Linked DNA regions of Drosophila melanogaster: all the other regions are linked to region 1. Evidence: chromatin contacts called from public Hi-C data. All regions are on one chromosome and are shown on one strand. The core of a region is the stretch at or near the end of the contact, and the rest is flanking DNA. Distances in the headings are between cores, read along the strand shown. Region 1 holds the start of Rubicon (rubicon,). Region 2 holds the start of Lim1 (LIM homeobox 1). Region 3 holds the start of CG12123.

What was found. Hi-C and Micro-C count contacts between places; a contact is called where the count stands out from the background.
Region 2: a Hi-C map of the Kc167 cell line shows a contact between it and region 1, with 1.8 times the contacts expected there. The contact joins the promoter of Lim1 here to the promoter of Rubicon in region 1. A contact is called at or near these places in 5 of 107 Hi-C or Micro-C datasets (the Clone 8 cell line, the Kc167 cell line, embryo and 1 more).
Region 3: a contact with region 1 is called in a Hi-C map of the Kc167 cell line, with 2.1 times the contacts expected there. The contact joins the promoter of CG12123 here to the promoter of Rubicon in region 1. A contact is called at or near these places in 3 of 107 Hi-C or Micro-C datasets (the Kc167 cell line, embryo and ovary).

What each region holds. Positions count from the first base shown.
Region 1 is chrX:8,675,166-8,678,593 of dm6, forward strand. It overlaps Rubicon (rubicon,), which reads left to right and starts at 1,898. Exons shown (of 4, transcript NM_001272419.2): 1 at 1,898-2,299; 2 at 2,726-3,428. The coding sequence starts at 2,042.
Region 2 is chrX:8,804,449-8,807,779 of dm6, forward strand. Lim1 (LIM homeobox 1) reads right to left here and starts at 1,356. Exons shown (of 7, transcript NM_132277.3): 1 at 516-1,356. The coding sequence starts at 558.
Region 3 is chrX:8,440,634-8,443,903 of dm6, forward strand. CG12123 reads right to left here and starts at 1,715. Exons shown (of 2, transcript NM_132250.4): 1 at 1,109-1,715; 2 at 614-1,050. The coding sequence starts at 1,492. The coding sequence ends at 778. It overlaps CG1440, which reads left to right. Exons shown (of 5, transcript NM_001298089.1): 5 at 1-631. The coding sequence ends at 127.

The DNA of each region.
Region 1 (3,428 bases), core at 648-3,147:
TCATCACCTTCATCATCCTCGTCGTGGTCAGGACGATATGTTTGCGGACAGAGGATAATGAGTGTCCCTCGAGTCGGCAATTTGTCTGGGCGCAAAACGAAGAATTATGGCTGCTAAAAGTGAGCCAATATTTAAGGAAAATTAACCCACAATGGAGGACTACTACAAATCGAACACCAAGAGCTGGAAAATGAAATAGACAACTAAAAATGCAATGCAATATAAACGGTGGAGTTGGTCAACGGTCAATTTCTTATCCCTAATTATTTTAGAATAGCAGATGAAATCAAATTGATTACATCCATACTTCATCTTTATTATTCTCCGATGTAGTAAATGAAAACCAAATGTTTGCTTTCTATGTTGCTTGTAAAAATAGTTTAATAGACATCACTAAATTGGGTTACGGACACTATCTTAAGGATTTTGCCCTGCAGAAACGCCCACACAAAATTCAATTAATCCTGTCCTCGTTGGGGAATGCAAAATCTTCGAGAAGATCCTTCCTGTTCTTAGTGAATTAATCCCCGAAATTGCTTAAAACCTTTTGTAAGCTAATAAGCAAATTTGCAGCATACATTCGGGGGCCACTTTGGATTCCCGAATAGGGGGATATCCGGGCGTTTTTCGGGTGAATCGAAATAATTACACAAAGATGCAGGAATAAATGATTCCGGCTGAAGGGATTTTAATTGCTGAATAGGAGAGCTTATCTGGAAAAGTGTTGAGTATAACTGATTGGAAGATTGTGTGCAGAATAAAGAATTGGCAACAAAATGTTAAAGGCGTCTAAAAATACCACTCATTGAGCTAGCATAAAATCAATTAAATGGAGAAACTCTGTGACTTCTTCAAATAAAAAATAAAAACCGTTTCCAAACAATATATGTATGTTTAAACTAAAAGCTTTTAATGCGTCTCTGATTTTTAGACCAAGTCCTGTACTATTAGAATAGAATTTAGCACTCAGAACCAATCAAATATTACCAAAAAATCGCCATTAACTATAAATGCATTATTTACATGGCAACAGAAGAGCACAGAAGAAAAAAAAACATGAGAAAAAAATGCAAATAAAGCGCGTTTATTTTATGGCCAGCAAATCAATCAACTTTATTAATTACAAGTAATTAAAGTTTAATTAAGAGCCCAGTACAGTGCTTCTTCTTGCTTTTGTTTCAAGGTTGCATGTGTGTGCGTGTGTTTATACGATGTGCGCGTGTTTGTGTGTCCGAGTGTGCTTTTGTGTGGAAAATAAATGCAAATATTTATTTGGCAAAAGTCACAAATTGTGGAACGGATGCGGTGGGCGGAGCTGGAAACAAAATGGTGGCAAAAGTAGTGCGATATTGTTGTTGCTGCTGCTGCAATTTTGTTTGTCTGTTTAATTAAAGCAATATGTGGCCTCCAGGAAAGGAATGTTGGGTTAATTGACTCATCACTTATACGACAAACGAAGCACAAACAAACAAACAAACAAGCCAACGAACACACACATAAAGCAGGAGTAAGAAGAAGAAGAAGAAGAGTGTTTCCCAAATCAGCGCAGTCGACGAAGAAGAAAGAAGATGAAACAGTTCAAAAACCATTTAAAGGGCGTGGCCAGCATTTTGACATTTTGGAAAATTCCACACTGCGCAGCTCCATGACGCTCTCGACCAATCAGAAGTGTGGATTCCAAACGCAAAACTACGCCCACACACATAACGGTAATAGTGGGAACAGCAGGTGTTGTTCACAGAGCGACATCTGCCGGCAGCCCAGCAACACTTCCAAGGCCTATTAGCGGATACAAGAGCCGGCGTAGTCATGACACAAACCGCAGCACGCCTGTCTATGCAAACGAAAAACTGCGAAGATTTGGTATCGATTGGCGATGGGCCTCGGACACATCGATTATTATCGAATCAAACAATAACAAAAAAAAATCGCATTAAAAAACAATCAAAACAAGCTGAAGTTACTCGGAATCAATTGAATCGCGCACCGCGAATATGCAACCGCTCCGCCCCCCCGCGCCCCTTTGACAGTGTGCACAGCCATGACCACGCCCCCGCCACCGCCCACGCTCGCATCAGACGCAATTGAAGGCGCGGTGTACGCAGCAGGCGAGGCACTGCATCATCAACATGACCATCCGCAGCAGCAGCAGCAGCAACAACAACAACAGCAGCTAGCGAGGAATTCCCTGCTGGCGGACCTGCGAAGGTCAACGAATTTCTGGTTCCGTGCGGCCAAATCGACGGACGGACTGCAGTTGCTGGCCCAAAGCTGCACTAGAATTTTGCAGCATGGACTGGTGAGTCGCATTTGCCCGTGGAAATCCCGAAAGCATCGCACACACCTCGGCGAATACCCTACACTTAGAGCGAGGCATGTTGATTTGATCATTCATCTTGCACTATGAAACAATAGTTGAATAATTTAAAGATAAATCATCTTAACTCAGCTCAAGTGGTAAATATTTCTACAGAATCAAGTGAACCTAATACCCCAATAACTAATTATAAAGTAGGGGAGTCTCTAAAGTCTATGCAATCAGCTCTTTGCAGTAAGCAATCAAATATGATATAAACATTTACATATGTATTCAAATGAATTTCCCTGAATGTCTGTCCCACATAAAGAGAGTATCAGCTACTCGCTGCGCGCGTGTCGTAGACTTTCCCCATTGTTTTGCAATCGAATTGTATTTATGCAACGCCTCACTCTCCATTCTTATCAGTTGCAGCCCGTGGAACTTCGCCGACTGGCGGACGACTTTGAGTTTCTGCTGGCCAGTGCGGGAAAACAGCAACAGCAGACCAAACCGCAGCCTTATCGACCGGATTACGCCGCCCGAGACAGTGCGTCAATGGTCAACGGAGTCGAGGAGTTTCTCGGCGAGTGGACTACCCGCTGCCTGCGTGCCCGTTGCCTTTCGCAGTGCCTGCAGACGCTGGTCTCCGATCCGGAGCTAATGGAGCTGTACTATCCCAGCGAGGAAGCCTTCCTGCGACGATCCGGTGATGCCACCGCCTTGTTCGTTTGCCTAACGGCTGTCCAGCTCAATCAGAGCGGACTGCTAAGCCAGCTGGAGGTTAGGCATCAGGTGCGCCACCGACGCACTTGCTCACAGCCGAACTTTAGCATATCGCCCAAACTGCAAGCGGTGCCGGAGGAGAGACTGCAGAAACGCATCTTCCTGCGGCGATTGAAGAGCCTACCAAATTTAAGTCAGGAGGACGAGGAGCTGGACGATAGAGCAGCCTTCAGACGGCGTTGCCAAACATTCAGCAGCTCCAGAAGCCACAAGCTGAGGGAGGATCACTTGGATGCCCCATCTACCAGTTCTTGTTCGTCCCACGACAGTCCCAGACGCATTCAGCTGATCAACTGTGATGACATAAAGATCTGGACCGACCAAACGCCCCAGGAAGTGCCAGAGG
Region 2 (3,331 bases), core at 106-2,605, 130 kb after region 1:
GTTGAAAATCTAAGACCACATCCCGTCGGCATAGCGATCAAGCCATTTTTAATAGATTCCACTTTTTTGTCAGTACATTTTTCGAAAATTCACTTCTTTGCCATCTTTTAAAAGTATTTTTGAAATGTGTCATTGGTGTCATTGATCACTCGTCTACAGATTTTATAAACAATTTAAATATTATACGAAGCCTACAAACAGGTGTTTTCATTCTATTTCGATAGAGGACATCATGAATATTACTTAATCTAGATTAGATGTAAACAACTTCTATTTTCGATCTGTAAAATGTTTCATCCTTGACTTCCCAATGATATTATTCTATAGAACTACAAGCACAACTCAAAGATTTAGTGCTGATTCTTGGATGAAATGATTTCGATTGCAGTATCCTATATGTGACTAACCTTAAGAACTTGCCTGTTTGGGATTCTCACTGCAAACCCCCCAGATTTTCTATGTTTTCCTGGACCCTTAACCGCTTAATGCCTAAATTCCCCAAAACGATCACTTACCGATATTGTGCTGGCTGGTGTGTAGTACCGCCCCGAACGCCATCAGATGGTCCTTGGGCGGGGGGGCGCGGCTACCGAGGGCGGCGAACCCGTCGCCCAGATATGACGCCAGTGCGACGGCCCTCAGGGGCGCTTTTGAGGCCTCGGTGAGAATTTTGTTGTCGAATATCTTGATGCCGGGGGGATGGAGTTTTTCTTTTTTTCGGGGGGGTTAAGAGTGACTGCTTTTTTGGGGGGGCCGTCAATGGGTTAAGTCCCGCGTGTGTGTGCGTATGTGAACGAGGCGCGCGTGGGTGTGGATATATGTGTGTGTGTGCGGGTGCGGAAGCGAGAGAGAGAGGGAGAGAAAGATAGGAGCGGGCCCCAACTGCACACTTAACGGTTAACGCACATAAAGACTGGGTGGCAAGGTGCGAGCAAGAGGGGGATAGCACGTGTGTGCCGGCGGCAAATTTGGCAAAACAAAAACAAAGCGCGAAATTCCGCTCCTCTTTGAGTTGAAGAAACTTCCTCCGCTTCTATTATGCCTTATATTCCAGTATTTCTTTAGTTGTTGTATATGAAATTGATTCTTTTCTTTTTAAACACTTTGCACTATCGGCTTTTCGGCGATTCCTTGGTTTTGTTGTATTTATGTGTTGTATATTCTTCTTGTTGTTCAAGATTCTCACTTGCAAAAAAATTTGAACAACGGCAAAAATTCTCGGTTTTCGATCTCGCGGCGGAACGGTAAACAGCTGACTAACGGTAAACGGCTGCGTTGGCTCCTTTTTCGAGCGTTGCCTCGTGCGCTTTGCGTTTTGCGGGCGCTTCACGCGAACGTCAAACAAAAACTGAAAACGGAAAACGGCAAACGCGACGGCAAAGCGGACGGCCCGATTACCGATAGCTGCCAGCCGAGCGCACACGCACACACACGAACGGCGAGCCGAAGCGGCGACGAATGGCGCGCCTGGGTGCGAGCGAGATGCTAGCAGGCGCATCGCTCGCACTCGTGCTACCGAATGCGGCAAGCAGTGCTCGCATATTTCGCCTGCGCCAGAGCGAGATGCAGCGAATGTTGAGCTGGGGCTGCTGCGACGCCGACTGCGCTGCTGGCGGCGCTGCAATGGAGTCGCAGGCTCTCTCGCTCTCGCTTCCGTCGCTTCTCCTGGCTCTCTCGTGTTGGGCATGAAGAAATCATATTATTCTTAAATAAAAAAATTGTTTTTCAAAACGTTTTCTAAAAAAATGGAAAAAATATGACTAGAATATTTGGTATGCATATCTAGATTATTATTAAAAATATTTTGGAAAAGGATATACAATTTCATAACAATTGGAAAAAAATATCAAGAAATCTTAATTTTTTTTCCTTTTTTAGGATTTAATTTAGGTGATTGTTCGATAATACACAATATAAGTTCTTTGAAAATTTTGATATATTTAGCATGATAACTAAATATTTAGTTAGCCTTACTAGATGCTTGTTAGATTCATAAGATTTTAAAAATCCAAAAATTCACTTTTTTTTTAAATTCTACACACATTCTTCTGTTGATCTTGGGCTTTTGATCCTTTTCTCAAGATTGGTGCTGGCGTTGTTCCTGTAAGGATATTTTTGGTTTTTGTTGCTGTTGTTGCCCTTCCATTTTGCCCATTGTTGTTGCAACACTGGCTCTCCTGCTCTCCAGCTCTCTTTTTTGCGGTTAGAGGGGGCGTTGCTAAGCAACTGGTTTTTTTATTGTTGCTTCATTGAGAGATGCGCAAAATGGCGCTCTCTCGCTCTCACGCTCTCCGGCCGTCGCGCCCTCTCGCTCACACTCGCTGGCCGGGCCAATGGCATTTTTCAAAGTGACATTTGCCCGCGTTTTGTCCCTTTCGCACTTGGCGGTGCTTGTGTGCGTGCCAAGGTAAAATGTCAAATGCTTTTCGACTGTCAACTGTTGGTCGCAAAAACTTTTTTCTTTCCTTCTTTTTTATTTTTAGTTGTTGTTTTTGTTCGGCTGCCTCTTCTGCAACTTGTGTTTGTCACTTGTCGTTAGCAGTGCGAAAGGGAGAGCACTAGTGGCGGGGGGTGGTGGGGGCGTTAGCTGGAGAGGGACGCCCCTTTGGCGTTTTAACGCACTGGAGACAGCAAGAAAAAAAAACGGAGGCGAAGAAAAAAAAGCAAAGAAAAAGTGTTAGATAAATTGCAAGTAACAAAAAATTAGTAGAAAAAAACATTTAAAATTGTGCAAAATATTATATCTTTTTCTTTTTCTTTAACAAATGCAATTTTAATAAGCTTTCGATTTAGATAAATCTATAGCAAGACACTTATCGTAAAAATAAACCAATACAAAAACCAATAAAAACCATAAGAAATAATATAGGATTCAAATTGCAAAAATGCCAAAGATCTAAACAAACAACAAGAAAAGACAAAACTGGATAAAATAAAAAAAATGCATAAAATAAGTGAGAGTAAAAGAGAACGCATTATAAAGGTCGGGGAGGAGGCTCCCGCTCTCATTCACTCCTTACGGTCTTCCCTCTCACTCACACTTCGATAGGAAGAAGAAGATGTTCGACACAAAATAAGGGGGCTGTGGTGGGTTAAAGAGCGCCGTTTGCTGTGTGCGTGGATGTGGGGTAGTCAAAAATATTGCACATTAGGGTGTTAAGCTGTGAAGTGCTTGCTTTTTGTTTTTGCGTGTGCGTGTCACTTTTCACTTGTTCTGCGCTATCGAAAAGTTATCGAAATCAGTTGATCTTTGACGGCCTTGAAAACTGCTTTGCCCCAAATTTAGTAAGAGCAAAAGGGATGAGGACATAATAGGAATGGAATAAAAAGG
Region 3 (3,270 bases), core at 465-2,964, 230 kb before region 1:
GTTTAGGGAGTTTGGATTCGAGGTGGTCGTCGACAAGAAGTACGTGCCCGAGGATGTGTTGCGCGTGTTCGACATGGATCCGATCGTACTGCCTGCCTGGGATCCCATGGGTACGCTAGCACAGTAGGTCCAGGTTGCCATCAAGACACACCCAACACACCTAACACACACCCAACACACACACACACACCCAACACACACACACACACCCAACACACACCCAACACACACACACACATATAAAAAAACATATATTAAAATACAATATATATAAAGCTTTACGAGCAGCAATCTTCGAGCAGCATCCAAATGAGTTCGAGTTACCGGCTTTCAGTTTTTTTGTACATTATTTTGTTCGTTTTCGAGATCCATCCCCCCCGATCCTCAAGGAGGATGTGCACATGCACAAGCAATATATCCGCGTCCAAGTCGTCCCACAAGTCTTTGTCAATTTCTGTACAACAATAATTTTTTGTTTAGCGCTTAGGTAAAAGAAATATCTCAGTTCTCCCTTCCATGGATTACGTTTGATTTTTAGTAGCGGGCAGTTGAAAATATATATATATATACAAATACGAACGAGAAATAAATGAATAATGTAAATGCATTTTTTACGTATATACAATTACATATTAAATAAATAAATTGAAAACTATATTTGACTTTTGCTTAACAAAAGAGGAAAAAAAACACGATCGACGCTCGAATCGTGACCACCTAATGCAATTTACAATTTTTAGTTTTTTGATCGAAATAATCTGCGGTTCCAAGTCCAACTTAGTTGCCACCTTTCCGCAGTCTTCGCTGCTCGTACTCGTAGCTAAGTCGCCGCCAAATGCCCAGACACATCCGCATCAGGCGCACATCCTTCTCGATGTTTCTACTCGCAAACTTATACTGCTGTCGGATCAAATGCTTCGCCATCCGTAGTTGACCACGCTGGATTAGCGAAATGCTGTAGTAGAGCTTGCAGCGCGTCTGCAGGAAGGGATCACCGAGTCGCATGCCAATCTTTAACTGCTGCAGCGAAATCTTGCCAGCCGTTTTCGCCTGAAAGTGGGTTAATGGGTGGGATAAACCATGTAGGAAGGATGGATGGATTACTTACACATCGCTCGAACTGCTCGCCAAGGGCGGAGAATCCGCCGCCCAGTGTGGACAGCCAGGACATGAGGTGCTCCACCTCGATGCGCTCCCACAGCGTGTGTGCCAGCATGTCGGCGAATTTGTAGTCAATGGTGTGCTTCTCCGGTTCCTCGAATTGCAGCCAGACCAGCTGGACACCATGATTGTGCATAAGGCTCTGGGCAAGCACGTGCTGGTGCAGGAACTCGCGAAGATAGTAATTACCATTGATGGCGTCCACATCGATGCACAGCCTCCGCAGCGGTTTGGCTTCTGGCCAGGCGTCGCCGGCTTCACGATTTTGACGATTGTGGTAATGACATCGCCGCCAGTAGTCGGAAACGCAAATGATCAGCGAATCCGACATCGGAAGCGTTAAATTTAAAAAAAAAAGATACTAAGTAAATCCTAATCTTATTAGTTAAATTGCACAGGCTACTATGTCACCGGTGGAGGTCACCAGCTGCTCTCGACTACGTTTCTGTATATGAACTGTCTTTATTGCACTAACAATTGCACTTTTACTAATGTTTATTAATGTTTTTGTTGAACAGAAATGTTAATAACAAAAGTGTGGCCACCGCATAAGCGCCAAGAAAAGCCGCAATCCAAGCGGATGTGGCAGCACTGGCAGCTCGAAAGCTTTTTGGCGCCAATTTGGTTATCGAAAAATAGGGGTTTTTCGTCATAATTTGGCAAAAAATATACGCACAGCTAAAATAATTACTGTTTTGTGCCGCGTATAAGCCAATGTAACGAGCCATATTACATTTTCGCGGTTTTAGGCAATTTAAATTTTTTGAAAATTTTTCTCATTTTTTGTATCATTAAAATTTTCGAAAAATTTCAAAAATCGAACATTTTTAGGCTTGAATGCCATTCGATGGCAAATTTTGTAACGAATCCAGCGAGGTATGCCATTCTGTGTTCTATCCATTATTTGTTAAGCTAGGCGGAAAAAACGGACAGAAAATCAAAAAAAAACTCATTTTGGCAAAATATAGTTTTTTTTGTATCGTTGGGTGTTTTCATAATTACTTCCCTAAAAATGATAATATAGCTAAGAAAATAACTGCTATGTACAGCTAATTACCAATGCTAACGAACTGTATCACTTTTTTTTTTTATTTAGAAATAAAATTCCCAAATCGATGTGGAATAAAAAAACAAGTTTAACGTGGTATGAGAATTAATTTTTGGACTATTATTTCCCATTTAATGAACAAAATACGTAAAATCATCTTCTCGAATTGTTAGCAAAACCACAAAAGCAGTTTAGTTAGTAAAAGCTTCTATTTATCAAATTTTAAATTGAAATTACGTTCCACACCTATCGATGAATGCAGTCCACTTGCAGTGGAAGCCATTTAGGCGCGTCATTCAAATGGTTATGGCACTTGCAATCGCCATTTAATTTCGAAAATTATTCAATTTCAAGCCCGCCGCATGCCGCTGCATGTGTCAATAATTCCGCGTGAAAATGACTCAATTTCGCCGGAGTTGCACTCCGTTGCATCTTTGGTGAGCCTTCAACATGGCCATTATCATTATCAAACAAATGTTTCGCCCCTCGATTGCTCAGTGCCAACACAAATCTGTTAGCAGTTGGCAATAATTGTGCAGCCAGCGGCAGCATTGTCCCCACACGTTCTCCCAAAAAAAAAAACCATCATTTCCATTCATGATTTTCCCTTTTTCCCTACCACACCATACCCATACCAAACCATTTCATTTCATTTCATTTCACATTTTCCCTTCGTTTCTGTGGCTATTTTTGTTCGCTTGGCTTTTATTGTTGCTGGCTATGTTGTCATCGATGGCATTAATTTTGGTAAGTGCGTCCGACTATATCCTCTGCATCGGGCTCCTTCGTCTATATCCTCCTCTTCTTCTTGCTCTTTCAACGCACGATCTTTATGGCACGACATTTTTGTGAATTATGCGCCCAATTTCCGTTGAATCGAAGAGGCCCTTACATATATGTATGCACATAAATCCCCACACAATTCCTTATACGCATTGTGTAATATTAATTGGTCACAAGCCATCAAAATATAATTTGCACCAACAAAAGTGTCATTAAATTTATTTGACAGTTGCCATACACTGGCATGGCTAACCATAATCATTAAGAGTCATTTATTT